Linked DNA regions of Zea mays: all the other regions are linked to region 3. A link is a contact called in public Hi-C data. All regions are on one chromosome and are shown on one strand. Each heading gives the region's core, a stretch centred on a gene start, on an enhancer-like site or on the middle of the called end of the contact. The rest is flanking DNA. Distances are from core to core; before and after follow the strand shown. Region 1 holds the start of LOC103648341 (peptidyl-prolyl cis-trans isomerase NIMA-interacting 1). Region 2 holds the start of LOC100383226. Region 3 holds the start of LOC541679.

Evidence for each region. Hi-C and Micro-C count contacts between places; a contact is called where the count stands out from the background.
Region 1: a Hi-C map of tassel shows a contact between it and region 3, with 2.8 times the contacts expected there. The contact joins the promoter of LOC103648341 here to the promoter of LOC541679 in region 3. A contact is called at or near these places in 3 of 25 Hi-C or Micro-C datasets (bundle sheath, ear and tassel).
Region 2: a Hi-C map of leaf shows a contact between it and region 3, with 3 times the contacts expected there. The contact joins the promoter of LOC100383226 here to the promoter of LOC541679 in region 3. A contact is called at or near these places in 3 of 25 Hi-C or Micro-C datasets (ear, leaf and tassel).

The regions. Positions count from the first base shown.
Region 1 is chr2:3,657,514-3,661,514 of Zm-B73-REFERENCE-NAM-5.0, reverse strand. LOC103648341 (peptidyl-prolyl cis-trans isomerase NIMA-interacting 1) reads right to left here and starts at 2,387. Exons shown (of 3, transcript XM_008672828.1): 1 at 2,379-2,387; 2 at 417-1,053. The coding sequence starts at 2,387.
Region 2 is chr2:3,629,166-3,633,223 of Zm-B73-REFERENCE-NAM-5.0, reverse strand. It overlaps LOC100383226, which reads right to left and starts at 2,604. Exons shown (of 14, transcript NM_001175888.1): 1 at 2,377-2,604; 2 at 1,305-1,588; 3 at 1,113-1,225; 4 at 869-967; 5 at 720-776; 6 at 338-493; 7 at 166-250; 8 at 1-56. The coding sequence starts at 1,398.
Region 3 is chr2:3,461,392-3,465,554 of Zm-B73-REFERENCE-NAM-5.0, reverse strand. LOC541679 reads right to left here and starts at 1,809. Exons shown (of 6, transcript XM_020547998.2): 1 at 1,536-1,809; 2 at 1,355-1,363; 3 at 1-601. The coding sequence starts at 1,707. LOC103648340 reads left to right here and starts at 2,492. Exons shown (of 3, transcript XM_020548079.2): 1 at 2,492-2,792; 2 at 2,948-3,021. The coding sequence starts at 2,651.

The sequences.
Region 1 (4,001 bases), core at 1,138-3,637, 200 kb before region 3:
AATTCTGGATTACAGTGTAACTACAACACTAACTTGCCATTACTGTGCACAATTAGATACCGAACTCCGTTCTTTTTATTTGTCGCGGTTTACTTCAAAAAAGAACCGGTGGGCGACAAATATTCGAGAACGGATGTATTATATATCAAAATAGCAATCCTAACATACAAGGCAGCCACACCTACTGCATCTAGAATTCTAGATCAGACTGGAAGATAATCCACCAGAGACAGATATTTCCTTGTCCTGCATGTACTATAGAAGTTAGTATTTGTAAGTCTAAGCAGGATCCAAAACAAGAGCTCCTATCCCATCCACGCAACCATTCAACCGCTCACCAAAAAGCAAACCCTACAGAGAGGGTATATAGTTGGCCAGCAGGATTTGAACAGTAGGATTTAGCACGGAGCACTGACCGAGGTCACCGCCGCGCTTGGCCGAGCTGCAGTCGGAGTTCTCGGCAGCGACGTCCTCGAACTCGCGGTCACCGGAGACGATCTGGTCGCGGAGCGCGCGCGCGAGGTCGGCCGCGTCGTCGCGTGTCGTGGCGGAGATGGCGACGCCTTCGGGATCCCGCCACGAGGCCTTGCGGCGGGAGCCCTCGTGCTTGATCAGGATGTGAGAGGCGCGCACCTTCTCGTCGGCCGAGGACGGCGGGCGGCGGCCGTGGTGGTGGTGGTGGCGGTCGCGGGAGCCCGCGGAGGAGGAAGAAGGGTGCTCCGGGCGGCGGCGCTTGTCGGCTGGCCCCGGGGTGGGGCCAACATCGCCGCTGGGCCGCTTGCGCGCGGCGTCGCCGACGCCGTCGGCGGCGGGGCTTTCCGACCCTATCTTGTCGGCCCGGGTCGCGACGCGCCGCGGCAGGCAGCAAAGAAAAGCTCGGGCTGGTTGGTGGTTTTGGGCTGACACACCTAGCTTGTGAAGCTGGGCCTGGCAGCATGTGCAGTGGTAGGTATATATGCAGGAGCGGTGGCGGTTGCCATGGCGATCGGCCCGGACTGGATTGGATTCAGACTGCGCCTGATGAGTGGGATAAAAGGAAGACAAGTGGAGTGACTACACAGAGCGACAGAAATCCAAGAGACACATGGGTGCTTAATTAATTTCGAAAAAAGTCCCTTCCTTATATATGACTAACATCTAGACTCTAGGAACGCTATGACCCCAGAAGAGATGAGAAGGTCGACGGCACATTTTTCTTTGATTACGAATAAATAGGACATAGAATCTACTATACAAATTTATATTCTTATTTTTAACATTGAGCTTGTAAAGATTCATAAAAAGCAAACCTCAAATTCATTCTATATTTTCTCAAATGGTAGATATAAAATTTGGTATGAATTTGAAAATGAATTCGGTAAATTTTTCAACTTTTTTTTTGTAGAGGGAAAATAATACATAAAACAATTTATGTTATATTTTATTCTTATTTTTAATAATGTGCTTGAAAACATAAAAATATCAACATCAAATTTTATACATATCTATTTTAAAATATTAAATTTGTCATAACAGTTCGGATTACCACTTTCATCCCTCAGCACGAGTGAGGGGAGGGGTCGAAAACTCATGGGAGTGAGAGGAAACAGACGAGAAATGGTATAAATAATTTATTCATTGGATTTGAGTGCGTAAAGAAGAGAGGATTATCTAGTGATATAAACTGTTGGTTTTGATAGTGTTAAATCTGGGTGCAATTTTTTGGTGAGTTTAGTGGAGTTTAGGTGTGTGGAGGTGATTTGATTGGGCGAGTTTTGCAAAGTTTAAACTAATAGGTTATATAGTGGTATATATAATTCAGTTCTACCCTTTTCTTAATACATAATTTTAAATTTTCTCACTATACATTTAGAAAGAGAGGCATATATATAAAGCTAAAAGGACTTCTAATATAAAATGGAGAGGTTAAACAATAGGTTATGAGGGAATGATATGATTGTCGGAGGGTAAACTCCAGCCGGGTGGCAGAATGCACCCGTCTAATCCTAGAAATAGGGGACTGCCTAAGGTTATCCTTATGAGATGGATGAACACAAAAACACATAAGGATTTGGAGTGGTTCAGGCCGCCGAAGCGTAATACCCTACTCCATTGTGGGTTGTATTGTCGAGAGCTCGAGAAAGCCCAGGTCTAGATGTAGATGTCTCCGAGGGAGCTGGAGTGTGAATGTCCACTTGTATCGTATGTGTCATCCCTTTTACAGTCCAAGGATGGCACATTATAGGGGATGGATCTGGACTCCGACAGGTGGGCCCAATGTTTCAGTATTTATTATGTACAACATGGAGCTATAAGTGCAATAACGGGCTAAGATCTCCTTCTCCTCAACCATCGTGCGTATCTTCCGACCAGATCTGTTGTTTATCCCGTTTGCCGACCTGGGCCATAGCGGGATGTTCCTAGTATGTTGATGTCGTTGGGCTAAGCAGGCTGACATGCGCGGGAATTAATGTGATATCTCTGTGTTGTCAACTCTAGCCCATACTATAGCGGGTGTATCGTCGTATGAGTGACGCTTCATGATGCAGTTGCCTACTTGTATGAGATGACCGCCTTGGGAGCTCGCGTTTATCATGAGTGTGCATTAAATGCACCTAGTGTGGTTGTGACGTTGTGTGCCTCGGTAGCGCGTGGAGCGGTCTTGTCAACCTGTTAGACATCTACTCTACATGTGGCATAGTGTGCCATGGCCTATCCTTATTAAATATAGGCAGCGGGCCTGCAGATGGGAGGCTTGCTTCTTCCCTAAGGCTTGAGTCGGATGCCTTAAAGCCACATGGCAGCACCGTACCCCTATCTATGAGGAGGGCTTGTGCCAAGGATATGCGAACCAACTGAAGCCCTTGGCTCGCACCGACCGGGGTCCAGAGGCAGGCAAGGAGGCCCGACCATTACATGTGTCCATCAAGGACTAATCCTGGGTGGGCCAGGTGGCGTTTGCGTGGGTCCAGGTCTTACTGGTGGGGGTCCAGACCCATGGGTGTTCTTCCTGAGCATACCCTTACATGGGGCATGTAGCTTCTCCATGGACCTAAAAAGACACCGAACTAAGATAGAAGACTACCAACTTAGACAGATTAAAGGAAAATATTTTATCTTTCATAGAATATAAACTATTATGTTTTAGCCGACTATTACTCGACTTGTACATATGTTCTCTAGCTAGACTATATAACGAGAAGTGTGTTACTCTCTTTGTAACAACGAAAACAAAACATAACCAACAATCAAACACAAGTCAACATGTCTAACTTGATATAGGCTATTACACTATTCAACAGTCTGAACCAGTATAAAATCATTTCCATAATGTTCATCATCAAGTTTGGTATACGTTGAATCACATCAATTCAAATTCTAGGTAAATCCCATAGCAGGATTATTGATCATCAAACATGGACATCTAGCATGTCAGGCATGGCTTCAGGAAAAGGACAACTAAAAGCTTGATGGATATCATCATATTTTTGGTAGGATCAACCTTCATTTTTGGCTCCTAGATGTGTATGACAAAAAACTCTAACATGCTTGATGGGCACCTCATAGAGACTATGATGACCCAAACTTCATTGACAAATTGTTGAGACATGGTAAAAGGACTTAACGGAATTTCGATGAAATTTCTTTTACAAGTCCAGCGTAGACACGGCAAAGTTTTCCAAGCTAGTCATTGTGACATCAAATAACTATCGTCCAAGCTCGGTCTAACTACAAGTATGAGTCCAACTTGAACACAACCAATTCTTTTGAGTGGGGTTTTAGGCCATTGGATAATTGCGGTCTAAGCCTAGTCGGATTCACTCTCAAAATCAATAATACCACTTCGATCTACCAACAAGCGATCACAAGTCTTGTCACATCCACTCTCACGCCAGAGGAGGGATACGAGCAAAACTCCCACTAATAGATGCCCAACAAGGTCTGGTACTATGGTCCTTACCGCCCCATCAGATGGAAGCATTATACACTTGGCAAAAATCCTACTACTCAAGAGCAACCCT
Region 2 (4,058 bases), core at 1,355-3,854, 170 kb before region 3:
TTTCGCACCAACAAAAAGACTCCATCCAGTTGTTAGAAGATGTCGCTTTGGCTGGCCTGCAAGAAACATCAAGGCAAGAGAGTGTTAGACAAGTGGACCAAAGATATCCTGCAAATTTTTATTCACGAACTAAGCGAGACCAAGTCAGACAGTGTCCGACCCTACCACGATAAATGTGACGGAATGTCCACATGTTATCATGCAGATCTCGAACGATAAGCTCCTGATTAGGAGGCTGCATTGAATAATCCTGAGGGTTGAAAACATGGGTATGAGCTGAAGCTGAAAAGAAAAATAGTGAACTGTGCAAAAGGCAAGTTGGACAAGCATATCGTACCAACTGCGGAAACAGCTTCTCTGCAGCTCTCCGTGGCACCGAGAAACCACCATGCGTACTTGTATCACTTGCAGTCAAATTCTTGCAGAAATATTCACTGGGGTGCTTGCTTTTGGTATAAGCACCGAGCGTTGGGATTGGGAACACATCAGTTTCCTGAAATGGTCGGCAGGATGCCAGGATTAAAAGATTCATCAGCTTCTGAATCATAGCTACTGGTGCTTTCTAAAGGCAGTGCATGTTACTACAGTGCTTTCTGTTGGTAGCTACTAGAGACAAAACTGGTGTGCACTATTGTATAAAAAGCCTCAAATTACATTTTTGAGGCCAAACTCTGAAACTTACAGGCTATGCACCAATGCAGCGTCCACAGTTCACTTACCGAGTGTACTGGTTGCAGGGTCATCTGGGCATAAATCTCATCAGTTTCTTTGTCAGCCTGTGCAAGTCGAGCATTAACTGTTAGCGAATAGGCATTGGAGTACCCCCCCAAACATTAGGAACTGAACTAGCAGTGCCATTTACACTTACATGCAAAGTGATGTTGTGGACTTGACATAGCAGCTGCGACGGGAGACTCGGGTAGTTTGGGATGCGAGAGTTGGGTATCTTTTTAGTGGTAGCAGCAACCTGCAAAAAGAACAGCTTCAGCATCGACAGTTCGTATCGCAAGCACAGGTCATAAACTCGTAATCCATATGCAGAGCAGCAGTAACATTTTCGGAAACCTCTCTTGAGAAAAAGAATGTTGAGAATCCACTCAATTCGAACTAACCTGCTCGCTGTGCCCCTGGGGGAAGTAGTAGACGAGGCTCCCCCGCTGCGGCAAGCAGACCAGCGGCCCCGCGCACGCGTGCCACAGCTCGGAGTTGATCACCTTCTTGGCACCTGACGGAAAAGGAAAGGACAGGGTAAGAATACAGAACTTTGCATGAGCAGCAGAGCAAGCAGTAGCAACCACACTCACCCTGCGTTTCTCCCATGAGCTGCATTTCGTCGAGCAGCGCCGCCGCGTTCCTCAGGACACCCGACGTGGCCTTCTCGTACGAGGACGTCATCATCTACAGTCCCCAGACCCAGAGATGGCGTACCAGACCCAAGCTGGAAAAAGGAGAACTCGGGCTCTCTTGAAGCCAACAAGACCCCCGGCGAATCTATCCAATCTCCGTTTCCCAGCAGCAGCTTACGCGCACTTCGTCATCGTTGATGGGCGAGAAGTGAGGAACTCTACCCTACCGCGCCTGCATGCCACTGTGAGAGAGGACGAGAGTGGTAAATGGCAAGCGAGATGTTGCCGTTTCGCGAACAGCAGGCAAAGAGGAGGGTGGAGTAAAAAGGCCAGGTGGAAGAAGAAGACCCGGCCCCAACCCGCCCAAACGCATTCGCAGCAGTCGTCGTAGTTGTACATTGTACTACTCCACCAAGCTGCTAGTGCCTAAACGCGGGCTATGAGGTGTGGGACTGGGTCCCCCCATGCGGCCATGCATGCCATGGCGACCACAGCACGACCCCGCCTTTTCCCAAGAAAGCAGGCGGCTTTTGTGTCCTCACGCCGCGCATGCCATGGCCAGGCCTCCTACGACTACTACGAGGCAGAGTAGGAGTAAAGCCCAGCAGGAGCACGCAGAGCACAGGGCTAGCTAGCTAGCTAGGGGCCTGCCTACACGAACGCGCAGTGGTACGTAGAATGCTCCTCTCCACCTAGCTACTACGTGCGTGCAGCGTGCTGGAAGCCTGGAATCGAATGAACTCGATCGACGGCGTGCACGCCACCTGGCGCCGGCCGGCTCCTGAGTCCTGACATGCTCTGGAGAAGCCCCGTCGTCGCGAAAACCTGGAATGCAATGCAAGCAACTGTGCCGAGCTGAAGCATGGGCGGGCGGCAACGACAAGACAGCTTGGTGGTGAATGGACGCAAGCATGCAAGAGTGAGTATGCGCGGATACGAACGGCAATGCCGAGCAAGACTCAGAGCTTCTCTTGGCCTATAGCTAGGTTACAATAAGGCGGAATGTGCAAAACAAACAGATAAACCACACCTCGGCTTGTCTTCTCTCCTGGGGCTGGCACCTGGAGCGCGCCACACACAAAGCAAGGAAGCACAATGCCAAGGCTTTGCTGGTGGGAAGCTCCAGATATAAAAGCAAGCGGGCGGGGGGAGTGAGATGATAGGGCAGACAAGCGGCGACGATCGAATCCGTGGCAAGGCGTCGTCGTAGTGTGAGGAAGAGTGGCGCGTTGTAGCTGGGTAGCAGGACGGAGCGAACTGTGATGGTCGAGTGGTGGTGGCCTTTGGGCTTGGGCGGGCTAAAAAGGATGCCGACCTTTCGAGGAGGAGGGGCGATGCCATGATGCCGCATCTGTGCAAGCATGCTTCGCTGCCTGCCGATGCCGGGCAGCGGAGTCACTCCTCCGTCGTCCGTCCCAGCCTCCCAGGCCAGCCAGCCAGCCAGCCCTCTTTCTTTCTCCGTCGTCGTCCTGCACCTGCGCTGCGCGCGCTGCCTTTGCGTCTCAGCCCCGTCTTGACCCTTCCCCCCACATGTCAGTCAGCAGAGGAAGAAAGAGAGAAAGCCGTGTGCGTGCCTACGCGTGCTGCCAAGCGCGACGCGCCACGCCACGCCACCGCTGCGCTACCCCTCTCGTCGCGGTCGAGGACTCGAGGTGGTGGTGGTGGATGGGACGGGACTGGACTGGACTGAGAGGACGCTTAGGCTCAGGCGTGGCCGCGTGGGGTGGATCTGCCCGGATCCATCCATTCCTTCCGCAGGCCGACGCGACGCGCGCGGCTCCGGAGGCCGACGCCAACCACCCAGTACCAGTACTTGGCAGCCTTGCCTTGGCGCAGAGTGGGAGAAGACGAGGCAGAGCCGCAGAGCCAGCCAGAGCAGCGGCGCGCGGAGTACGTTTCGGGTCCTTGCGTGGACCGCTACAGACCGACGGGGGATGGGGGGAAGACCTGCAGCCCCGCCCGCCGGAGACCGCCGGACCGACGACACCTCCTTCCTGTGTCGGTCTTTGCTGACGCAGCGCAGCGGCGCAGGCTGCGTCCTGGACCCTGGTAGTACGTACGTGTACGTCGGCGTGACCGTGCCAATTTACACAACGCACACACGCACGCATGCATCATGCTGCGCGCGCATTGTACGTCCTGCTGCGTACCTCGTGCATGGTCTGGTGTACTGGTACATGGTCGTCGGGACGTCTACGTCTCTTGTATAGCCGTAGTATAGTACTCCCTCCAATCAAACGGACGACAAATATTTGAGTACGGAGATGATACTAGATAATACTAGAGTATTCATTTTTTTTGCCGAGAGATGTTGGCTAGTAAAAAAACTTAATTTAAATAACATGGGTTTTTCAGATACCATATCATGGATTTAAAAATTCTGATTTAAATACCTTTGTCAACTGGGGTCCGCTAGTCAGTCGGAGGAGATAAGTTACGTCTACCTGGAAGAATCCACCCCTGGACGAAGCCCACAGCACCGAGCCTGAAATCGGGCTTGGCGAAACCCGTACAGGGCGAGTGTGCCAAAGGGAAACCCACTTGAGTGGATCCCGCGCCTGGCTCAAAACCGACACATCATAAATGACCGATCGCATTAAATGTGTTTGGCGCCGGGCTACAATGGATGTGTCGGTGTGCTTTTCACTCATGACGTACGAATCTGTTTAGCACGAAGAACGAAGAGCTTGGACCGGGCCAGTCTGGCCCGGC
Region 3 (4,163 bases), core at 560-3,059:
GCGTCGAGCCCTTGGCCGTCGCCGTCGTCACCCTCCTCCTTCACCGGGAACAGGTCCGGGCACTCCACCATACCCGCGGCGCGCGAGGCGTGCAGCGGCGCGGCGGCGGGGGCGCGCTCCCAGCGGAGGAAGTCCGCGCTCCGGTACACGAGCGTGGACGCCACGCCGCGGACCTCGGCGGACACCGCGACGCGCCACAGCCCGTCGCGGCCGAGCCACGCCGTCGAAGGGTCCCGGAACTTGTCGCCCGGGACGTCGGCGGGGAGCGGGATGACGGGGTTGTAGCCGGGCTTGTCCCACCGGCGAAGGAGCGGGTCCGCCGGGTCCCTGGGGAACGCCACGTTCTGCACCTGCTCCCCGTTGGCGTCGATGCCCGTGTAGAGGATGGCCGGGGTGCCGCCGGGGAGGATGGTGGCGGAGCCCGACCAGCAGCCGTTGGCGTCGAAGGGCGACGTCGGGTCCAGCGCCGTGTCCAGGGCGGCCCAGTTCACGAGGTCGCCGGAAACGGAGTGGCCCCAGGAGAGGTTGCCAACGCCCCAGAGCGCGCCGTGCGGGTTGTACTGGTAGAAGAGATGGTACATGCCGTTGTAGTACATCGGCCCTGCTCGTATCGCATTGTTACACAAGAATTAACCGTCGTTTTGTCATGTATTACTACAAGTATACATATCATTTCGGTAAGTCTACACTCTACACCTCACTCGAGTGTTGGAACTCATACGCGGTCATAGCCGCGGCGGCGTCGGGAGGAAGAAGATGGCTAAAGAAAAGATTCGAACGTTTTGGAACTCTGAAAGACTGAAACACTTGGGTGCGGTATAGACAGATTATATCATTTTATGACGATCAGATGACTGTGTTGTTTACTGGATTCAAACAAGATGGTTTCTTTTCAGTGCTGCAGCTAATTAATCGGCTCATGTTATAGAGCAGACAAGATTTATTATGCGAAGTCTTGAAGGATGAGACACGGCCTACTCCAAAATCAGGTCCACGGTGGAAAGCACACTTGGCACTCCAATCTTGCCCTACCAACGTGGGCCACACGTGCATCTTTCGCTGATTTGTTTGTTCCTTTCTTTGTCCGCTACGCCAATGGAATGGATGGATAGGTAGGTACTGTAGGTAGGTTCATACTGCTGTGCTGGCTACTGGAGACATGGCTAATTGAGATTAACGGAGTTTAATCCGTGTGATTCAATTCAATTCAATCCAATTCGATACAAATGCGATTAGATGACCGAGCGACCCCGTTCAGCTTCAGCGGAGCGAAGCAAAGCAAATTCTACATCTCGCAGCCAGAGAACGGAAACCAAGAACAGAGCAGCCAAGGAGAGGAGGGATCAGCACGTACCATTCGGATCTGCCGGCGCCAGGATCCACCCGAGACGTACGGCCAAAGAAACCCGCAGTTCGCCACGCCACGCCGATCGGACAACCACACAGGGATCAATCAGTTCAGCAAACATCTGTGTCCTGATCAAATCGACGGTGCAACGGCCGGAGACGGATGCAAGGGAAGTCAGCGCGCTCACCATTCTGCCAGTTCTTGGCCGGCTGGAAGTGGTAGGCGGTCCTGCCTGCACGGCGGCCGCCGTCGCTCGGGGCAGGCGCAAGACGAGGAGCGGAAGAGGACGACGACGCAAGGTGGAGGCACAGGTAGAAGGCGGCGGCGACGGCGCAGGCGGCCAGCGGGAGCCTCGCCATGGTCGAGAGAGACGGAGGGGAGTGGCCGGCTCGCGCTCCCTCTGGTTGCTTTGCTCCAGCTGTGCCTCTGCTGACGAGTCCCGGATTACCATATAGATATGATTGCCTGCTACGGTGTTACCCATCACCATGTTTTAGTCGTAGTATTCACGAGCAACTTCAAAAGATTAGACAAATCATTTTGTAAAGTTAAAATTAGTTATTATTAGATGAAAAAAATATCCAACAAACTCTGTAAATGATTTTTCAATTTTAACTGCTCTTCGTTCCTCCGTCTCCGCTTTCTATTTTTTTATAGTCTTCTTCACTCACTATCTAATAAATTGGTTTATAGAGTATATTTGATTAACCTATTTTTTTAAAACCTATTTTAGAGAGTAGCTAAATCAATAAATTTAGTTATTTATTTGCCGAGTATAGTGGAGTTGCTCTAATGTTAAGTGTGAACTATTGGTATTGTATTAGCCATGGAGTTGCTCTAATGTTAAAGTGTGAGCCATCCAGATTCCATTTCCACCACCCCACCCCACCCCCCGCTGAGTTTTAAACTCGTAAAAACTGCTGCTTTTTTTTTCAAGATCCGATCGGGCCGGGTCAAGAGGTCATTTCTTAAGTGCCACCGGCCGGAATACAAATCGAGATCTTGTCTCACAATCACAACAGGATCTACTCCGTCGTCGTAATTCTTCTCCAACGCAAAGTTTACCTGCGCAATCATCTCAGATGCAGTCATGCAGAAGGGTTATTTATCTGCTTTACAGGTACTCATTCGCTTCGTTGGCCCAGTACTCCGTCCATCTGGCCCAGTACTAGTAATCGGAAGATAAGCAGCCCATTACCAAAGCCCTGTCCATCACTTCGCCCCATCCAGAAAGACGACGGCCAATCGAAAGCCCGAAAAGGAGGAAGAACCGAACTAGCGAAGAAAAGGACGCGGGGCACCATGGCGACGGCACAGGCAGCGTCGGCGTCCCCAACCCACCACCGCGCGTCTCCAGGGATGTCGCCGCCGCAGCCGCCGTACCCCAGCGCCGCCAGGATCGCCGACTCCGCCTGCTTCCCCCAGTACACCGCCTCGCTCAAGTGTACGAGCCCTGCTGCGCACCCGCCCTGATTCCCAATCTGCCCCCTCCTCTCTTCGACCCATCCACACACCCCCACGTTCGCAGGAAGGTGCTACTTGATACTCGCCATGCTTCTATGGCCGCTCGCTGACGCTGCGGTTGTTTCTTGATTAAAGGTTTGGAGGCCAACCAGGACAAGACCAAGTGCCAGCAGCAGTTCGACGATTACAAGGAATGCAAGAAGAAAGAGGTTTGCCCTTGTGTCATCCCGGTTCCTCTGTAATTTTGTGTGACGGTACACGATACTTTTCCTCTCTTCCCCGTTCCTCTGTAAGTCTCTAGTTAATCTTGGGAGGTCAGGTGATACATATACGGATGTACCGATATACGTCAGTTTCTGTTTGGTGTCCGAGATCTCTCAGTTGAGCAAGTTTAGGACTTCTTTTTTTTTTCTGGGTTCACATTCCTGTTTCAAGGATGATTATCCTTCGGTTTAAGTTTTTTTCTTCATCTACATATAGGTTGACCCCCTGCCCATCTAGTATCCTGACTGCAGAAGTGATTCTAATGATATGAGTGATGCTCATTTCTTCGTAGATACTAGCAGTTGCATGCACATGAGCAAAGGACTAGAGTTTTCGAACTTGTAGTGATAAAATCTCCAACCAAGATCTGCTCTGCTCCAATGTCTGCATTCTTGACTATTGTGGCCTGAGTACTACTAAATAATCATACATATGGTACTTACCATTTTACAAGGGTCAAATAATTACATCCTCTCACTACCATTTTTTTTATCGTTGCCCTGTCTTATGATTTCTGAACCTTCCATAGTAGTATAGTACTTACTGACCTTCCCAAATTACAAAGGCCACACACACATGAGCAAAAAGATGAATTCTCCTATTATGATAATAAAAGTAGTAAATCATTGTGTCTTGAAACCTAAATAGGGTTACATACTACTACAATCATTATATAAATTTGGATAAGGTCTCTAGTCACAGATGAACTCAATGTGTCCCACTCATGCACTTTAGCAAATCTGATAAGTTTTTTTTTACCGGGAAACTGTAGGGGAAACCCTACAGCAGAAATTTTATTGAAAAGAGAGATACCCTAGGGCAGAGACTGTACAGAAAAGACAAGCTATAATACAAGCAAACTAGAGACCAGAAAGCCAAGAATTTACAGCAGCAGCAGTCATGGGATTAGATCTGAGTAAGTTAAGCCTAAGAGTGTCCACGAAATTTTTCTTTCAAGATGTGAGCGCTGGGGCCTCTCCTCTAAAGATTTTACCATTTCTTTTCTTCCAAATCTCCCAAGCTGCCACTGAGAAAATTTCCATGAAGAATGGATATCCAAATAAACCTCTGGCCTTTTCCAACATCT